Linked DNA regions of Mus musculus: region 2 is linked to region 1. The links are chromatin contacts, called in public HiChIP or PLAC-seq maps. All regions are on one chromosome and are shown on one strand. The core of a region is the stretch at or near the end of the contact, and the rest is flanking DNA. Distances in the headings are between cores, read along the strand shown. Region 1 holds the start of 4931415C17Rik (RIKEN cDNA 4931415C17 gene). Region 2 holds the start of Adprhl1 (ADP-ribosylhydrolase like 1).

Region 1 (3,900 bases), core at 709-3,208:
ATAAATAAAGAACACTCAAAGTTATAAGGGTAAGCAACCCAGCAAGAACATATGTTACAAAGAAAACAAAATAAAATACAACCTTAGGAAGAGATCTGAATGGCCAAACAAGAAGTCATGCTCAACAGAATCAGGAAAAAGAGATGACAACAATTAGCTATGGCTACACACCTGTCAGAGCACAACAAAATATCAACAAAGTGTGTGAGGGCAGAGAACCCAGCTGACTCTGCATCCCTCAACTCCATCCACAGAGAAGACAGCATCATCTTTAATGAGCTTTACCCTGGATCTCTCTGAAAGTCCAGCGATTCACAAGACATAATCACAAATGGGGGTGGGAAAATGGGAGGATACAGGATTCTGCTTTAAAGTAGCATTTCAATCACCTGAAGGCTGTGAAACTTCTATCAAAAGGGATCTTAATGTAAAATTCAAATTTAGAAGTTCATAATGAATAACTTCAAAATCTAGCTATAACTACGAGGTTCTTTCTGGAAGGTAAAAATTTTGGACCCAATGCAATAAAAGAAAAATGATGGTATGGCGTGTTAAGCCTTAGTTATCTAATTTTGCCTATGACTGGATCACTCCCTTCAGAAAAGTAAACTATCCTCTGCACTCACACTCTCCCCAGATACTGGAACTCTAAGCTCCTCCTATCCGCCTTCTCCCTAGCCCTTTATCACCCACAAACACTGTGTATTCACCAACGTGCTAGTCACATTCCCTCCATTAGACAGGAGCATCTCTCATGGCATAATAGGGTCGAGGAAGCCTCAAAGATTTCTTACATGAACAAACTGCACAGTGAAACACTACAAGGAATAAAGCAAGAAGGGAGTTAAGTCAACGGTTTAGTAGTGACACAGTAATTCATCCTCTACGCTGACAAGTTGTTACATAGGTTGTTACAAATTATGAAAGATCAAAAGGCTCTCTCAGTTTTTAAAACTCGGTTCTTGTTTAAAGTCTTCCCTTGAAAACCTGCGCGATTTGTCTCAACATTCTAAGGCAACCCAGTCATGTCAATTACTAAAACCTTCCCTCAAGACGCGTCCCCACTCATCTCCAAAATGAGCTTCATGAAACCAGATCCTTGACATTTTCCCCACCCCCAACTACGGCGGCGACAGTACGGGTAAAGTGGGCAGGACTGCCTTGGGGGTCTGGCTTCTTAGAAGCATTATTCGCTAGCTGAACCGTCCAGGAATAAGCGAGCATCATCTAACCAGGACTCATCATCACCAGAGGCAAAGGTGACAGCAGAGTGAGAAGCACGCAGAAGCAGAGCTGCAGGCTGCCGTGCTGTCTGGACGAACCCAAAAACAAACTCGGCCGCTACAGCAGCTCCGGCCTGGGCCCCCAGGGCAGGGACAGTCCGCGAGCCGCACCCCTTTCCTTCCCGGGGGCCGGGGAGAACAGCACCCGGCCGGCGGGGGTCATGGCGCTCAGTCTCCACAGCCCTGAACCCCGGGACGCGTACCTTCGCTCCGGCCCAGGATCCGGCAGCACAGGTTCTGCAGCAGAACGTTGGGCGACTTCTGATCCGGAGTCGCCATTACCGCGCCCGGACTGCGCACTGCAGCCTCCCCGCGCCCCAGGATCCCGCGCCCTAACTACGGCGCCGCCATATTCGCGGAAGCGGCAAAAGCGCGCGCCTCCCATAATGCACCGCTTCCCGCGCGAGACGCGCGTGCGCTCTCCCGGCTTCTGCACTTGGCAGCTTCTCCGCGCTGGAAAAGTCGTTGCTGGGCGACGCTCGCAGCAACGCGTTCCTAGGATGCCCGTACGCGTCCGCAGCTTGCGGTCTGGGCGCTGCTTGTGAACAGCACTGGATGCGGAGTCCGAGTGCGCTTGAGCCACACAGGGACAGGGGCGCCGGACTACTACGCAGGGCTCTCGTAAGTGAGTTCTCAGAGGTCTGGAACCTCTGCCCCTTGACGTCACCAGGAGGTAGTCCTGGAAACGGGGATACTGAGATGGAGAGGCTTGAGCGCTGCCGCAAAGGAAAAATCAGACGCAGACACGAGAAATTCTGTGCTGTCTGGGACGCAGGAGGAGGAGAGTCCTCGTCACTGGGAGCCCAGCTCCGCCGCTCCTGCCCGGATGCTCGGTGGTCCGCAGAAAGCTCCCTTCTTAGTCGCTGACTCAGGACTATGATAGCAGTGGCACTCAGAGGTGGCTTAATGGAGAGCATACCTTTATTCGTCTTTTGCTCGCAGATCTCTTAGCCACCCTTCCCTGCCCGCTCTGTGATGTACAGAATGCGGACACACTCACTCCCTGTACAAATGGTACCTGCTGGAGCTCAGCCAGTTGAAGCCAACGATAGAAACTGCAAGAGGAGACTCTCGGCTTCAGCCTGGAATTTGACTACGACTCTAACAAGCCGAGACTCTCAACACTCAGCTCTCAGCCCATTCTTAGCTCCAGCCTATTTTGTACCACCCACACAGATGATGCTCCATCAGAAGGTCTAGAATAAGGCCATAGTGAATAACTATCAGTCATTCCTGGTGTTTCTTCCACCCCGGGGCCAGTAGCTAACCTTCAGGTGATCCACTTTTCTGTTTCCATCATCCATGTAGTCAGAGCTCAGTCCTCAGTCCCTGTAGCCTCTGTTTTGTTGAGTGGTCCTAGCACTGCCCTTTGGTAATAGGAGTGATCCCAGCAAGAAGTCTTAAGGTGGCTTTCTGGACTGAGCACTCACACATTTAATTGCAGATGTATTGACAGTTATTTGAGGGTGGCCAATGAGCCAGGAAAAGCCAGAGCGGTTTGCTTTTCTGTGTGGCTACTTGAAGTGAAATGTCAGCAGATAGATGAAAACACTTAGAAAGTAGCTGCTCCAGCACAGTCTTGACAACAGGAGCTGATGTCACCAAGTCAGGTGACTCGAGTTCCCCAGAACCCACAGAGCAGGAGAAAAGCAACTACCTCAGTTGGTCCACTCACCTCCACCATACAAAATGAAGTCAGTCAAGTTAGGACATTGTAAATCAACTAAGCCAGTGACCAAAAAATGCTAAAAAAAAAAAAAAAAAAAAAAAAAAAAAAAAAACAGGCTTGATGACACAATGCCTTTAATCCTAGCACTTGGAAGAGGCAAGTGGTCTCCAAGGAAAGTCTGATCTATATATTGAGTTCATAGACAGCCAGAGCTATAAAACAGAGAAACCCTGCCTCAAAAATAATCACACTCACACATACGTATGTGCATACATACATACATACATACATACATAAATGGGTTAGGAAGATGGGTTAGTGGTTAAGAGCACTAGCTGCTCTTCCAGAGGACCTGGGTTCAGGTCCCTGTACCCACATGGTGGCTCACCACCATCTTACCATCTTGTAACTCTAGGTTTTTTTGTTGTTGTTTTGTTTTTTGGGTTTTTTGAGACAGGGTTTCTCTGTATAGCCCTGGCTGTCCTGGAACTCACTCTGTAGACCAGGCTGGCCTCGAACTCAGAAATCTGCCTGCCTCTGCCTCCCGAGTGCTGGGATTAAAGGCATGTGCCACCACACCTGGCTGTAACTCTAGTTTTATCTGTTGCCTTCTAACTACCTCAGGCCCCAGGCACACACACGGTGCACTTACATACATGCAGGCAAAACACACATAAAATAAGTGATTAGATCTTTATATATGTGTTGTGAATATATAGAAAGCACTAGCAGCCCTCTTGGCTGGCTGTTTCAGCCCATCTCAAAACCCAGTCAGTTGAGTGGGTCAGTGTTTCCCAGCAGTCAGATTTGGCCCACAGTAAGCAGACTGAATAAGGGACATGTGGTTCAAAGCTATTCCAGAGAAGAAAGACTTGTTGGGAGACTACAAATGTTTCCGTCCACAGTCAGGAGGACTTTCCCAGAATACTCTGTGCTATCGGCACCCTC
Region 2 (3,900 bases), core at 369-2,868, 580 kb after region 1:
CTGGAACTCACTCTGTAGACCAGGCTAGCCTTGAACTCAGAAATCTGCCTGCCTCTGCCTCCCAAGTGCTGGGATTAAAGGCGTGCGCCACCACGCCCGGCTTCTGACTGTAGTTTTAAGTCCTGTTCTCCAGAGGTTGTGAGCTGTGGTGTGCTCTGAGCTGTACTATCGACCATAAAAGCAGATAAGTATGCCCCCAAAATATGAGAGGAAATAAAGATTTGGAATTCATAATACTTTCGAAGCATCTCGATCCCCGTAGTGTGGTGAAAGCACCTCAGCAGTGTGCTTTCTTCTGCCTCGTTATTCAGGGGCAAGTTGATGATATTCCTATACAATGACCACAGAATCCATAAATACCTGCGTTTCATCATGAGGTACACTCAGAAAGATGCTTCACCATTTTCAACAAGCTGTGACACCATATCTTATCAATGTGTGTCTGCTCTATTTAGAGACACGGCATTGGTGGCATTCCTATACAGTGACCACAGAACTAAGCTGGGCGTGCTCACGACAGACGGACAGAGCAGGGAATGCGTATGTGGGGTCTGTTGGCTCAACTGCTGGCCTCAGGCCTCAGTTTTGCAACGATGGCATGCCAGACCTGCAGGGTATTACCATCACACTGTGTCGAGAAAAGACACACGGCGCTTGTATATGGGCGCGTCTCTGAAATCCAGGTAACATTTTGTTGATTTTAGCTCCTTAGGAAACAAGCTTTGTTCTTCCATGTCCAAAACTCTTCCTTAGACAATTTACTCATAAATTACGCCCAAACTGGATCGCTCGGACAGACAGCTCAACCTTAATTATTTGGATCGGAGATGCCACCCCCAAACAATGTTATCTCAGTGGGCCCACATTTCAAGCTCTTCTTTATAGACTTAGAATAAGATGCTCAGCCTCTGCAGTGCACCTATGTCTGTCTGTGCTTTGTCTCCCCCACCCCTGCCCCGCCCTGCAGAGCAGCTCCTAGAGGGTTGCTCACCTAACACAGAGACAAGCGAACACTGTTCAGAACCAGGAGCTTAATTATCTGCCAAGGGCTGCTGTCCCCTAAAGACACTCAGGAGAAACATGACCTGCCCGCTGCCTCTCAGGCTCCAGGTCTTGGGGGAATATTAAATCCCTGCCTTCAGCAACAGTGTCAGGTAACACAGGGCTCTAAGACACCACCTTCAGGGTTCTTGGTACTGGTTTGCTATCAACCCAGGTGGCCTGTCTTTCTACCCCAGCACACTTGGAGCCACGAATACGCCAGTCAGTCCTACCTGTGGTCAGGGCTTCAGCAGTCGCCATGTGCATGATGGTGTTGTCGCTCACTGGCCACCTCCCAGGTGAGAGCACAAGGCTGTCCAGCCCCCCTGTCTTTTGCAGCTCCTCCTGGATTGAGCCTAAAACGCTGTTCTCCCTGCAGATGTTTCCATAGCCGAGGGCATCTCCAACACTCCCCAACAGCATTGCAGCCTTGAACTTCTCCATCTTGGAAGGTGACCCCTCTTACCCTGCGGTTGCCTTTGTCCTCTCCTGGCCACCCTTAGCCAGCCCCGCTGACATTTATACTGGTCATTGTATCACCATCCAGCACTCTCCAAATGACCAGGCGTTCCTTCCCTGCCTTGGCAGGTGGCACCAATGAGATAAAGGCTCAGAGCTCACCACGTGGGAGCTGTTTGGGACACGCTGGCTCTCCAGCAAAGGAGTCTGCTGGCACCAGTGTACACCCAGCCAGCTCAGCCCAGCTCAGAGCCCGTGAGCTGTGCTACTCTGTCAGCACCTTGGTGAGTTGTGCCCCCTGCTGGCAGAGCGACATACCACAATGAGAACATACTGCTCCATCCCGGTTCCTTGACCATCTGCTCTGCCCTACCTTCAGACAGACACACTCCTTTTGCCCCTTCTTGTCTGCCCTCTTTCACTCAGCATAAAACTGAGGCCCACCCATTGTAGTTTTATGCTTTTAGAAAACTTTTCTGGCTGGGCAGTGGTGATACACGCCTCTAGTTTCAGCATTCAGCATTCAGGAGGCAGGGGCAGGTGGATCCCTGAGTTTGAGGCCAACCAGGTCTACAGAGTGAGTTCCAGGACAGCCAGGGCTACACAGAGGAACCCTGCCTCAAAAACAAAACAAAAAAAACAAAACAAAAAAAAAACCAACAACAAAAAACAAACAAAACCCATCCCTTATTATAAAATTGAGGGCTGTGGGCTGCAGTAGACCCGACAGAGCAATGTTACCTAATGTATACAAGGCCCTTGGTCTGATCCTCAGTTCCATTAAAACCATGACATGAGAGAAAACCTTACAAGAACGAGAACTCCCAGCTCCTGTGAAAAAGTGTTCTCTCACAACTTAGTGTCCAGTAAGGGGCTCCAGTGCTAACCTTTAGTGATGCGTGTCTATACAAACAAACTTCACTTGTTGTAAACATCACTGCCTGCTCATGGAATTATTAAATAATGAGGATGGATAGGTGCACTTTATAAAGCCAGGCTTCTTGGTTTGAAATGACCTAGGTCAACCACCTCCCTATACCCTGTCTCAAGCACAAACCTTGCAGCCTCAGACATTGCTGGCCCTCTTGTGACGTAAATCTGTCACCCAGAATTGGCAGTGCATCACTTGGACTTAGAATACAATTGGAAAGAACTTTAGTGTGTAACAAGACGCCCTTCCTGCTGGCCCAACTCTCAGTCTGAAGCAGTCCCACAAATCCAGAAGGTACATAGCTCCCATCCAGACAGACAAACAGCAGAAGCCAGCAGGAGCCAGCTCCCACTTACGGTGTACCAACTTATGGACAAGTGTGACCTGGCTCAAGGAGTGAGGTCCAAGGACTCTTGGGAGAGGCTTTGTTGTGGATGTTTGGAAACCACTTCTACACTATTCGGTCAAAATCACACACAAGATAAGGCTGCCTCACTAGTCTGTCTACCTGACATTCACAGAGCCCCTTCTGTTACAGGATGCTAGGCACAGCAAAAGAAGCTGGGAAGTTGACTTCTGCGCCCACAGAGCATCAAGTATGAACTGCACTGAACATTTAAACTACCACAACTCAGCACCTACGTCACTTAGACAAGGAGTATGCTGTCTCCTCTGGGAAGTGGAACAGATTACATGCATCTCCTAAACCTGTGGTGTTGGGTAAATATGTTCTAGATATAATCTTAGCTGTAGTAGCATATTCTGATAGACGGCCCCCACATTCCAGCATATTGGGCAGAGAAAGCGACCTGGAGGGATGGAGCTGTCTGTCTGTCTCCAACATGCTACTTACCTGGTGAGGATGCAATGTGGCAAGGGCTTGCTTGCTGTCACTACAGAGGCTCTTTCTGTTGCTCCAAGACAAAGCCCAGGACCTTGATGTGCACAGGTAGGTATTTGTGCAACCAAGAATAAAGGACATCACAACACCAGGGAAAATATTTTATTTACTATGTCTGAAGTTTTCAGCATTTCTGTAACATGCACAATTCAAGTGTAAATAAGAGAACAGAAAGCACAATTGTTTAAAAAGCCTTTATCAATTACTGGTATGTCACAGCCTATTGACAATCCCATAGAACTTAACTTATTTATGCTTGTTTGCCTATTTGTTTTACTGTGTGAGTACATGTGTGTGGGGAGTACATGCATTTCATGGCACATGTGTGGAGGTCAGAGGACAACTGGAGAAGTCACTTCTCCCCTCCACCACGTGGCTCGCAGGGACTGAACTCAGGCTGGGCAGCACATGCCTTCACCTGCTCAATCATATCACTGCTCCTTTCCCTGAAGAATGTTAAATCTTAGAAATAAGAATGTATTGCAGACCTTCAAGATTTAGTTCTTTGTATCTATAAACTTCTCTGAACAGAAGTTAACTACAAGTCAGGAACCCACAAAGCCTGGAA

The links. HiChIP or PLAC-seq counts read pairs in DNA pulled down with a chosen protein or histone mark.
Region 2: an H3K27ac HiChIP or PLAC-seq map of thymic regulatory T cells shows a contact between it and region 1, with 6 times the contacts expected there. The contact joins the promoter of Adprhl1 here to the promoter of 4931415C17Rik in region 1. A contact is called at or near these places in 8 of 39 promoter capture datasets (the 3T3-L1 cell line, the HPC-7 cell line, HPC-7-derived erythroid cells and 3 more), 2 of 115 datasets of contacts at active chromatin or transcription factors (stem cell-derived neural progenitor cells and thymic regulatory T cells) and 2 of 9 other capture datasets (adipose tissue and embryonic stem cells).

Annotation. Positions count from the first base shown.
Region 1 is chr8:12,670,469-12,674,368 of GRCm38.p6, forward strand. It overlaps 4931415C17Rik (RIKEN cDNA 4931415C17 gene), which reads left to right and starts at 1,959. Exons shown (of 2, transcript NR_166502.1): 1 at 1,959-2,557. Tubgcp3 (tubulin, gamma complex associated protein 3) reads right to left here and starts at 1,632. Exons shown (of 22, transcript NM_198031.1): 1 at 1,487-1,632. The coding sequence starts at 1,562.
Region 2 is chr8:13,252,544-13,256,443 of GRCm38.p6, forward strand. It overlaps Adprhl1 (ADP-ribosylhydrolase like 1), which reads right to left and starts at 1,619. Exons shown (of 7, transcript NM_172750.4): 1 at 1,275-1,619. The coding sequence starts at 1,485. Dcun1d2 (DCN1, defective in cullin neddylation 1, domain containing 2 (S. cerevisiae)) reads right to left here. Exons shown (of 7, transcript NM_001024504.2): 7 at 3,420-3,900.